Linked DNA regions of Mus musculus: region 1 is linked to region 2. Evidence: chromatin contacts called from public Hi-C data. All regions are on one chromosome and are shown on one strand. Each heading gives the region's core, a stretch centred on a gene start, on an enhancer-like site or on the middle of the called end of the contact. The rest is flanking DNA. Distances are from core to core; before and after follow the strand shown.

What was found. Hi-C and Micro-C count contacts between places; a contact is called where the count stands out from the background.
Region 1: a Hi-C map of cerebellum shows a contact between it and region 2, with 4 times the contacts expected there. The contact joins the enhancer-like site here to the promoter of 4932441J04Rik in region 2. A contact is called at or near these places in 3 of 39 promoter capture datasets (cranial neural crest, hippocampal neurons and maxillary cranial neural crest), 10 of 484 Hi-C or Micro-C datasets (cerebellar granule neurons, cerebellum, cerebral cortex and 4 more) and 7 of 115 datasets of contacts at active chromatin or transcription factors (SST interneurons, astrocytes, embryonic forebrain and 4 more).

Annotation. Positions count from the first base shown.
Region 1 is chr5:60,597,035-60,602,414 of GRCm38.p6, reverse strand. No RefSeq gene overlaps it. Among named protein-coding and RNA genes, the nearest start is that of Gm23331, 99 kb to the right of the region's middle. Within about 2 kb of position 2,149, at least 13 of the 459 cell types and tissues checked have an H3K27ac peak or open chromatin away from gene starts, as enhancers often do. A contact at or near this core is called in cerebellum, where this site is marked.
Region 2 is chr5:57,715,596-57,721,418 of GRCm38.p6, reverse strand. It overlaps 4932441J04Rik (RIKEN cDNA 4932441J04 gene), which reads left to right and starts at 3,500. Exons shown (of 5, transcript NR_015588.2): 1 at 3,500-3,573. Pcdh7 (protocadherin 7) reads right to left here and starts at 3,338. Exons shown (of 3, transcript NM_001122758.2): 1 at 1-3,338. The coding sequence starts at 2,314.

The DNA.
Region 1 (5,380 bases), core at 900-3,399, 2.9 Mb before region 2:
CCACCCATTATCATATTGACTTTAAGATCCACTCCATGGGATAAAACACATGCAAGACATTACTCAATGTCAATACCCCTGCAAGACTAACTATGCCATAGACCTAGGGGAAAAAGAAATAATTTTTCAGTTAGACACAGAACAATAAAATGACCCCAATGATGTTCTTTTGTAGCCATGAATAAATTGTCACTATCAGTTGTTAGAGAAATCCTCTTACACTTTATGTAAACTAATATAAAGAACCCAAAGTGGGCCATATGCAGTGACAGTAATTTTTGAAACACTCTGCTTGAAATGTGATTTTTCCTCACATCAGTTCCATCAGGGCTCAAGGCACTTTCTGGAAGAGGAGAAAACATTGTAGGACTGAGAGGAAATGGATGAATCCAAAGAAAGCATATATTCCAGACACAATAAGACTGAGGTACATATAAATTTATAGAGTGCAAAGCATGCATAAGGCCTCTCCAGGATTAAGACACAGGATCTCAGGAATGAGTATTGGATAGACACTCCCATCCTAAATCAAGAAGCCATCTCCACCTAGCATCCGTTTGCAAAAGAAAAATAGTTCTCTTTAATGTAGTCTCACCGAGCATATTAACCACATTTATGTGGGGACCCCATTCCTAGCTATAGACAACCAATAACACAATGAACTCAATAGTATTTCATAGACTTTTTTTTTTTTCATATTGCTTTGTTTGGGCTTTTCCTTCCTTCCTTTCTTCCTTCCTTGCTTCCTTCCTTCCTTCATTCCTCCCTCCCTCCCTTCCTCTCTCTCTTTCTCTCTCCCTTCCTCTCTCTCTCTCTCTCTCTCTCTCTCTCTCTCTTTCTTCCTTCCTTCCTTCCTTCCTTCCTTCCTTCCTTGTAAAGATTTCCCCTTCTTTATGGTTTGTTTGTTGTCCATTTTCTAAAAAGAGAAAGCAAGAAGGCATAGAGTTGTTAGTAGTTTGAGGTGGAGAGGAAGTAGAGAAGAAGTTGTAAGAGGAGAAATATTGGGTATAATATATTGTTTTTTTCAAGAGTAAAAAAGAAATGTGAGCTAAGGAAATCAGTAAATAAACATCAAATGTTAACATAAACAAAACTCAAGTTAGTTGTGAAAATGATCAATATCACTTATGTCATGGAAATGCAAATTAAATCCCCTGAGAGGTATCATCCCTCCCTTTGCAAAGTTAATGAGCACTGGAAGTTAAAATTCTGTACACTGTTAAGTAGGGTAAGGCTTTATCCTCACTATCAGATCCCCAGATTAAAACCTCTCCTTCATTTATGAGGTTAAGAGTCAATGCCGTTAAGCAAACTCAATGTTATCATGCTGCAGGTTAGACAAATATCAACTAAAACAATATAAATAATCTCACATGCCTTATTTAGTCTCTAATTTTCTTAGAAAAGTGATAAGAGAAATAAGTGCTTCTGAACTTTCTTTGTCTCTAAGACATATTTTAGGTGACCCAAATGGACTTTTTAAAGTAAATTATAAACTATACTTAAACGTAAAATTGTATTTAATGTTACCTTTTTCTCCATTAGAAAAAAATGGAATTCATTCTACATGTTTAATGATATAATTTGCAGCATAAAATAATCTATTAAAACCTTTAAATAGAAGGGAGAAAGAAATAGGAAAGGAAAAAAATACTAAATCATTGATATCCAAAATACTCAAATATAGATATCTCTATGTCTCTTTACTTCGTATGTCTTTTATACTTGAAATATAAGCATGAAAGTCTGTCTTGTTCATGCTTTGTAACTCTTTAGTAATGTAACACTATAGCACACAGATAGAAAATATTAAGAAACACCAGATTTTGATTTTCATGAGAAAAGAGAATAACTAACAAACGTGAATTTAAGTCATTCAGTCATTCATGCATGCTGCAGAGGTGAGGCCAATCAGATGACAGGCGTCCAATTTCACACCACCACAGCACATTCTCTGCTAAATGTAACGGAAGAATGAACAAAGCAACCAGAAGCAATCTAACAGTCCAACAAATTTCTGTTCAGTGGATGCTGGTTTCCAAGAAAATGCTAATAACAAGACCACGTGTTGTTTTGGCAGAGTCAGGAGTTAACGTGATTATGTTCCCATGGGTCACCACATGTTGTCTTGGCCATCATCATTGTTTCCTGTAGTGATAAGATGCCTAAGGGTTACCACAGGCTGATAGACATAGCACGCCAAATTACACTCTGCATCACGCCATCTGCCAAGCTACAGCTTTTCAGGACACTGCAGAACTGCAGAAAGAAAAAAAAAAAGTCTTGTGATTATAGGCAGGTATTTCATGATCTATGATCTGGAATCATTTTTATGGAGCTGATGATTATGTACACATGACAGGGTGAGAGTGTCAATGAAATCCCAATTAGGGGGGATATTCAAAAGCCCAGGCCTGCATAGCTCACTAAGTTTAACAGAAGGGAGTGTGGATTCATCTTGTAGCATTTGTTCTATTCTCAGCTTTAATTAGCATCAAGGAGTTTAATTAGAAAGATACCATATGAGAGAATACAGGGAATGGAACAGCTCGAAGGGACAAAACACTTCTTTGGTCCAGATGCTTCGTGCTCCCAAATAATTTGAGAGATGTGGTCAAGAAGACACAATTAGAACCTAGGGATTACAAACTCCAGGCAGAGACATGCATGTTTGAAGGCCTGCTCAAGAACTACAGGCAGACAATGATAATAGTTATTAATCACAGTCCTTGTCCAAAGGCTCTCCTCTTCCCAGTGTCTGCACTAAACAGCTACACCACGTGGATCCTCTCATTAGTGTACTGTGGATGTTTTCTTTTTTCTCATACTCTCTGAATGAAATATTGTGCATCACAGTTACATAATTATTGCTGTTTAAGTATTTATTAATTCAACAATTGTTTTGTGGAAAACCCATGCATATGATACCTGCACTGAATAGGAAATGAAATACAGAGGAAGAAAGAAAAATGAGAATCTTCTCACAAGTAAAAAAATCATTGAGAATGACTGAGAGAACATCTTGGTACTTTGTTACATATTCTGCTTTAAATAACACAACAATAAAAGTCAGCTCTCCTACAAAAACTGCTGACATACAGTATTGTTCAGTCACTATCTTCTTAAGCAAACAGAACAAACCAGAAATCATGAATTTAATATGCTCTTCCCAGTTTTGCTTGTACAGTAGCAGAATAAAATGAAAGAAATTTTTTATTTTGTTGAATTTATATATATGACTTTATATAAGATATTAATTATAAAGATTTCTATATATAATTTATAAATATCCCCATAATTTATGGTTTTCTGGAATTATATTTTTTCAGGAATTGTATATATATAAAATGTGTGTGTGTGTGTGTATACATATACACATATACATATATAGGTAGGTAGAGAATGGGAAATGAGGTTACAAGGAAAGTCTCCTCGACAAAGCTTATAAGATCATTTAAGATCTGTGTCCCATTATTTCTATACGTTACCTCTAGGGTATATTCTGAATGTTTGTGAGCTTCTTCAATTTCAAAAGCCTGAAATTTATTTTACCAAGTCAAGTACTGTCGTGAATAAGCAGGGAGCTAATAAAATTGCTTTCAACTAAAGTTTTCAAATGGAAAATTGAATGGATTTGAAATTTAAAGGTAGTCTTTAGCCAAGTTGAAAAAGCTAAACTTTAAATGAATTCCTCATGGATTTCTAATATTTATAACGTATGAAGTAAAATTGAGAATTAAACTGTCCTTTGCAATAAAAGCTAGGAATTGAACAGAACAAAATTTTTGCCAACTAAGCATGTGCTTACCGTCCTGCTGACACTGACTTCGCCAAGTTTGTTAGAATCAGTGTTGTAAAGCTGATATTAACGTCTGTGTATAGTTAACATTTGAGGTACTATTTCAATTAATAAATTAATGTATTTCAGTTAGTTTCAGAAAATTAAAGTGAAGCTATAATTTTTGATAATGGCTTTATTAGATGTATAGAAATATGGAAAAGTATTCATTTCAAGAAATGATTCAGGAATTGTTTTTAAAAGTTTTGGTTTTGGTATAAAGAATCCTCTGGATGGATTGTCTGACCTTTTAGAATATTTAGAAGAAATATATAATAACTAAAACAGTACTTTTTTTATTTTACAAATAAAGCTATGAAACACAAATACTGAAATGTTAATCTCGATTATCCTCTCTTCAAAATGTGGTGAGACTCTGTTGTTCAATTTAATACTATATTGCCTTTTTTTGTTTTTGAGTTTTTCGAGACAGGGTTTCTCTGTGTATCACTGGCTGTCCTGGAACTCACTCTGTAGACCAGGATGGCCTTGAATGGTGTAATTTTTTAAGTTTCAAGTAACAGTAGTAAAATATTGATAGTATGTAAAGAGAGTAAATAAACTCAGAGGTATTACTAGCCTGGAAGTTAGGTCCCTAAAACAATTTTCTTAGCATTTTTATGATAAAAGAAGAGAAAGCAAGAGTGAAATTACTATCATAAATTTTTAGTTTAAAATAAAAATTTCAGAAGCACATAAAAACTCAGAAAATTAGCCCTCAATAAAGCACGGTAAGAGGGACACTAGGAAAACATACTAAAGAGTAATACATAGGACTTATGCATTTTAAAGAAACACAAGTTTCAGAGTGAATTAATTGAGTGCACCAAATCACAAGATAACAGAGTAGAGTAGGGACAAATGATCAAAAGAAAAGTGAAACAAGGATGTGGGATGATGAGGCACTTGTGCATAATATGAACATGAGTTCAGAGTCCCAGCTATAAAGTGATGTAATGATGGATGGATTTATAGCAATTGCAAATAACTGTGTGACTAATAATTAATTAGGGCCATTTTAAGGATAGAATAGAAGCCTCATCCATTAGAACCTTTCTCAAATATACACATATATGCATGTGATCTAAGTGAAATTTCCAAGTAAGGAGGAAGACAGTCTCAAATGGCCATCACTTTTACTTGTGCTGACATTAAGTTTCCTCCAATTAGGTTGTTGGCAAAGGGTTCCCATGAGAAAACTCAAACAGTGGAGATAATGCCACAACTATAGTTTTATCTGAAAAACTGATGGCAAGACCTTATTGCTGAAGAAAACTACACAACTCTTTGAACATGCAGAACTCAGTTGTTGCCTACATTGAGCCATTAACCCTATTGCTAGTGTCTTTGGTACAGGAATGTACTCTTCATGCTACCAACCAATAAATATAAGCATCTAGCTAGCTGCAAACTCTTAGGTCTACAAATGTGTACTGTCTGCTAGGGCAATGGTGGCACAAAGTTGTAGGAGTAACTAATCTATAACTGATTGACTTAAGGCTCACTCCACTAAATGGAACCCAAATCCAACAGAGAAGAAAA
Region 2 (5,823 bases), core at 2,251-4,750:
CACTGTCTGTCGCTAACACTGTAGCTACTACTGTCCTGACATTACTTGAAGGTGGCAGCAACGTGTAGGAAATGTTTCTGGGAAGGGTAACTGTGGGAGCGTTGTCATTTTCATCCATCACAAAGAGAGAGACTGTGGCTGTGGCCGACCTGGGAGGATCTCCCCCATCCACAGCCTTCACTCTGAAAGTGTACGTAGTCTGATGTTCCCTGTCAAAAGACATTGTGGAGTAAATGGTCCCTGTGTCATTTTCAATAGAAAAAATGTTACTGTTCTCCTCTATGTACAGGCTCATCTCTGCATTCCGTCCCTTGTCAGCATCCATCACGGTGACCATCCCCACAGGGCTGTTGGGTTGTAAGTTTTCCTTCACATAAAAGGTAAAGACATCTTGCATAAACTTAGGGTCGTTGTCGTTTTTATCAGCCACCTGTACAATCACCGTGGTGCTGCCTTGCAGCACTGGGATGCCTTTGTCTTTGGCATTAACTTTAAACTCATACCTGTCAGTCTGCTCCCGGTCCAGTACTGTATTGACCAGGATGTCTCCAGAATCGGGATCGATGGCAAAAGTCCCCATCACTGAGGAGTCCAGTGAATAGGCGATCTCTGCATTCTTCCCGCTGTCAGCATCTGTCGCCAGCACTGTGGCTACCCTCTCCCCGGGAATGTTGTTCTCTGGAAAGTAAACCTCAACCACAGACTGGCCAAAGACAGGAGGGTTGTCATTAGTGTCTCCCACCTTGACCACCAAGGAATTGTTGCTGGAGAGGCTGGGACTGCCAGAGTCCACAGCTACTATGACCACGTTGAACTCCCGGGTGGTCTCATAGTCTAGTGGGGCTGATGTGTGCAGGAAGTACTTTTTCTTGTTTTGATCGCCTTCTGTGTCGCTGGCTGGCTTAAGCTGGAAAGGAACGTCTCCCACTACGGTACAGGTGACTACCCCGTTCTCGCCTTGGTCACGGTCGGACACCTGAACCAGGGCGATGGGGGTGTCCACCAGGACATCTTCGGCTACGTTGGCCACCCCGTCCTTAAGTGGGATGCGCCCTATCTTGCGAATTTCGATGGAGGGAACGTTGTCGTTCTCGTCTTTGATGTTGAGGACTACGGTGGCCTTATCAGTCTTGGGGGGCTGCCCGCGGTCACGGGCCATTACTGTGAATCTCAACTGGTTCACTTCCTCGCGGTCGATCCGGTGTAAGACACTGAGCCAGCCCGACGTTTCATCCAGGCGCAGTAGCCGTCTTACCGACTCGGTGGCAGCCCCAAATACATACTCGATCTGTCCATTGACCCCTACATCCAAATCGGTGGCGCGCAACTGTAGGATGGGGGTGCCCGGAGCGCTGTTCTCAGCCAGGTCAGCCTCATACACGCTCTTCTCGAAGCGGGGGCTGTTGTCATTCACGTCGGTGATGAGCACCCGCAAGATGGCCTGCGAAGACCGAGGTGGGTCGCCCCCATCGCGCACTCGGAGGGTCAGCTCATAGGAATCTCTCTGCTCCCGGTCCAGCGCCCCCTTCACGATCAGCTGCGGTTGTTTCTCGCCGTCTGGAGTGTCTGCCACCTGAAGCTCAAACACACTGCTTCGGCCACTAGGACTCGTCCCGCCGCCACCCTCAGGCGCGTCCAGCCGCCGCTTGGAGCCTCCAGAGCCGCCGCCGCTCGCGCTGTTCCCGCCGCCCCCTGGGTAGGGGGCGCTGTCCGCCGGCCCCAAGCGCCTTCCCTCGCCGCTGCCGCCGCCACCCCCGGGCTCCTGGAGCAGCTCGTAGCGTTCGATGCCATTGCGACCAAAGTCACGATCGGTGGCCGTGGGCAGCAGGTAGAGCGTGCCTACAGGCCGGTTCTCCTCCACCGTGAGCGTGAGCACCGGCGACGGGAAGGTGGGCGTGTTATCGTTGATGTCCAGCACGATGACCCGACCCTCAAACAGGTCCACCCAGCTCTGTGAGGGCCCTATCACCGACACCTCGAAGTCCAGGAAACATTCGTTCTCGTCGAAGATCATCTGACATTGGGGCAGCTTTTCTCGGTCGATGCGCCGCTCACTGGTGCTCAGCTCGCCGGTGAGGTTGTCAATCTTCAGATACTCAGAACCAGACTCAAGGCTGAAAGTCACCTCGCCGGAGCCGGTCACGATGCCCAGGTCCGAGGCCACATTGCCGATCCGCACGTCGGCGGGGCCCTCCTCGGCCAGCCGGTACCGGAGCAGCTGCTTGGCGGCGGCCAGGCTGAAGCAGAGCGGCAGAAGGAGACAACAGCCCAAGCACCAGCCGCGCGCCCATCCCGTGGTCCGCATCCTCAGCATCTTCTCTTGCTGCTGCTGCTACTGCTCCTTCTAACCACAACCCCCCTCGGCACCCCCCTCCTCCGGGGCTGGCCGCCTGCCCTCCCCTCGGTCCTCCTCTCCGGGAAAGGAAGAAACGAGAGGGAGGGGAGGGAGGGGGCCAGAGTAGCGCGTAGAGTCGGCCGATGGGAGGGGGGCAGCTAGAGATGCTTCTTTTTTTCTCCTCCTGCTTCTTCCGAAAGTTATTGTTTCATAATTCATGCAATGGGTGCTAATCGCCCGCTCGCCGGCCACCGTTTACTCGCAGTACTCACAGTTCACGGGACACTGCGCGCCACGGGCTCGGTGCCCCCACAAAGTCATCCCCGCAGTGGGAAGATACTGAGATCCAGTCTCCAAGCCCTGGGAAGGGGCCGGAACCGCTTCTGCAAGAGGGCGGCGGAGCCTGGTAGCGGACTAGAACAAACCTGCAGCCTTCCCCGCCTGACAGCAGCGTTAGTCCTTACTGCTACTCGAGTTAAGTCCAATTCACGTTCCAGCTACTCACTCTAGACCCAGGCTCTGTTTAGGCTCCCGAGGTCCAGACAAACCTGAACCGCTTCCTGCTTCAGGCTCTGGGGCGAGCAACAAGCCAGTCTTAACTCTGACTCCTCTTAAGCAGCCGGGAAGCCACTCAACATATCTTGAATGAAAAATTCCACGGCAGGTCGCTTCGGGCAAGGTGCAGCGAAAAGACGCCTCGCGTCACAGCTCGGTCCGCGACCGGGTGCTCCCGGCGCGCCAAAGAGCAGCCCGAGCCATCTTCAGAGACGCCCAGAGTCGGTCGCTTCTCACCCCGAAGAGCTCCGGTTTCTCTTTTTTTCTTAACAACTCTGCGCAAGGTCATTAGTCACGAAGCCGCCGCCTGAAACCGCAGCAACCATTCGCCCGCGGGGGCGAGAGCCGAACCGTGCGCACCGCGCGGTGCCCAAGTTTGGATTCTCAGCCGCAGAGTCCGTGCCTTCCCTCACCTGCATTCGGCCCGCGTGTTGGAGCAGTGGGATCTGCAGCGCTGTGCGCGATTCAGGGAGGAGATTGCAGCCTCTCTCTCTCTCCCCGCTCTCTCTCGATCCCTCCCCTCCCTCCCTCCTTCTCTTTCTCTCCTCCCTCCTCTTCTCTCTCCTCCCTCCTCTCCTTTCCCCTTTCCCCCCCTCTCTCACTCTCTCCAGCACAGTCTCTCAGCTTCTTCCAGTCTCAATGCGGGGAACTCGAGCTGAACTTGATCCCTTTGCAGTTCAAAGGTGAGCAAGCCTGGCTCCGTGCATCCGCGCGACACTGGCCCGGTGAAAGCTCACGACCGGGCACTCCTAACGGCAATTAACAAAGATGCCCAATTCTGTCCGGATTTCCAAAGAAAAGCCAAAGCCACTGGGGCGGGGGTGGAGGGGGAGGTGGAGTCAAACAGAGCTGCCAAGTAGCTTAAAAAAAAAAAATCTAGTTTGCCAAAGGGAGAAAAAGTGCCAGTCGGCTGTTGTCTCGGAAGTGCCCTGGCGCGGCGGGTGAATTCCGCAGTTGTCTCGTCCGCTTTCGCGTCTAGCAGAGTCTGGTGCGCGCGCTCCCGCCGCCTCTCTGGCTGTGGCTGTTCCGAGACACCGAATCGCTCCGGGGAAGCTCCTACTCTCGCTACCCACTAGCCGGAAACCCGCAAGTTTGCATAAACTGGTGGTTGTTGCGGAAAGCCCGCGGGCTCCGGAGTCAGACTTGACTCCGACGCTGCAGCGGCGGCGGCGGTATCCGAAACTACACAGTTGCAGAGAACCAGGGAGGAGGGCCCAGGGAAGGGAGGCGGGAGGAAGGACTAGCCAGCCGCGGCGCTCACCGAAGCCAGGCTTCGCTTCGTGGGGCCGACTGAGAACTGCCCAATCTCAGCCCCGATAAGCCAAAGTCTAGTCTCCTTAGGCAGTTTGGGTGGGGGTGGGGTGATTCTTTTTCCCCCTCTAGGGCTGGTAGACTAAACCCGGCTGCGTGGGTAAGAGCTGAAGTGAGGGTGTTAGTATACCTTCCTCCCACGTCTACCCTCAGACGATGCCCCCCTCCCGCCCCAACTCCCACCCGCAACGTGTCTTCGTTTCGCAATTTAGCATCTGGGTTAGTGAATTGCTACTGGTAGGCTGAGGTCGATGTCTGAGTTCCGAAAGCCAAGCTTGTGTTCTGCCAAACCGTGACGGGCTGCAGTAGTGAAGAGAGAGCATCAAACTCCAACGAGAGCCAGAGAGGATCCTTTTTTGGAGCCCAGACTTTGGAGGTCTGGGTTGGGGAGGGGAGAATGCCTGCCTTTGTTTAAATGCTTGGAATTCCTGTCATCCGGCTCTCACTGGGGATAGACCGTGTGTGCACGCGCCTGGGGAATAAAACACATGCTAGAAGCCTGGGTATTATTTTCTAAGCAGAGCCTGCAGCTTTTAGTAACCGGCAAAGTGTAGCGTCACCTATCTGGATATAAGGGAAATAAACTTTAATGGCAACTTTGTGTACCGAGTATGCTTAACCTCTTTTCTCTCCTTTTGACTTTGTGCCTCGTGATCCTCCCTGCCATTCCCGGGCGTGAGGCTTCCCCGGTTCTCACTCATGACCACCGCAGTCTGCCAAGTCAGATCTCAGGGCTGGTGGTGTATTTCGAACCGAAGCCCACTTCTCATGTATTTCACACTGTCAAAATAAAGACCCTCTACCGAAAGATTAAGAAAAGACGAAGGTAGTAGGTGGAGTTTGTGTCGGGTCCTTACTATCTCGGAGAATGTTGCTAGGAATTTAAGGGTTCCTTTAAAGACGAATTTGCATGCCCGATCTAATGCTCACGGAATCAATTTTACTCTGAGACCAGAGGAGGCAGAATGACTTAAATAAGTCAAACACCAATAAAGTCTAGGAGCAAAGGAAGCGCGCGGTTGTTTGGAGGAGCGCGGCGAGGAGTGTGTTTGGGGGCGGGGGAGCGACAGTGGTTTCCAAAAGCTCTCCCAGGAGGGGCGGGGGTGGAAGCGCGGAGGACGGAACCGTGAGTAGTATGTGCCAGGAGCTAACGAATATTTCCCTGTCCCATAAAGCAGCATCTTTCCGGGAGGGGTGGCTCCTCCTCCTCGGCGAGAACGGCCTTCCCCGTAACCCTCCGGCCGCCGCCACCAGAGCTCTCAGCTCTGTATCTGCAGCATCAGCGAGAAAAGCCTGGCGCGCAGGCTCAGTGCGCACCGCCGCAGTCTGAAGGAGGGGGCTGGCGCCGCAGCGCCTCAGCGGCCGACGAAGTGGCAGTAACGCGATGTCCCCCTCACATTTGGAAGAATAGAGGTTTATCTGAATGCCAGCTTTCTCCCGATCCAGACTGGAATGGGAAGGGGGACGTCACCTCCACTGCGAGGCTTTGCGCTGTGCATTCCGATGCGTGGTAGTGTGGCACTCACTCCCCTCATCGCCTTACTAGAATTTTGCAAACTTCAAGCAATCGTGTGGGCAGAAAGACATTATGCACTCCCTCTTCCCTTGTCAGACCATAAACT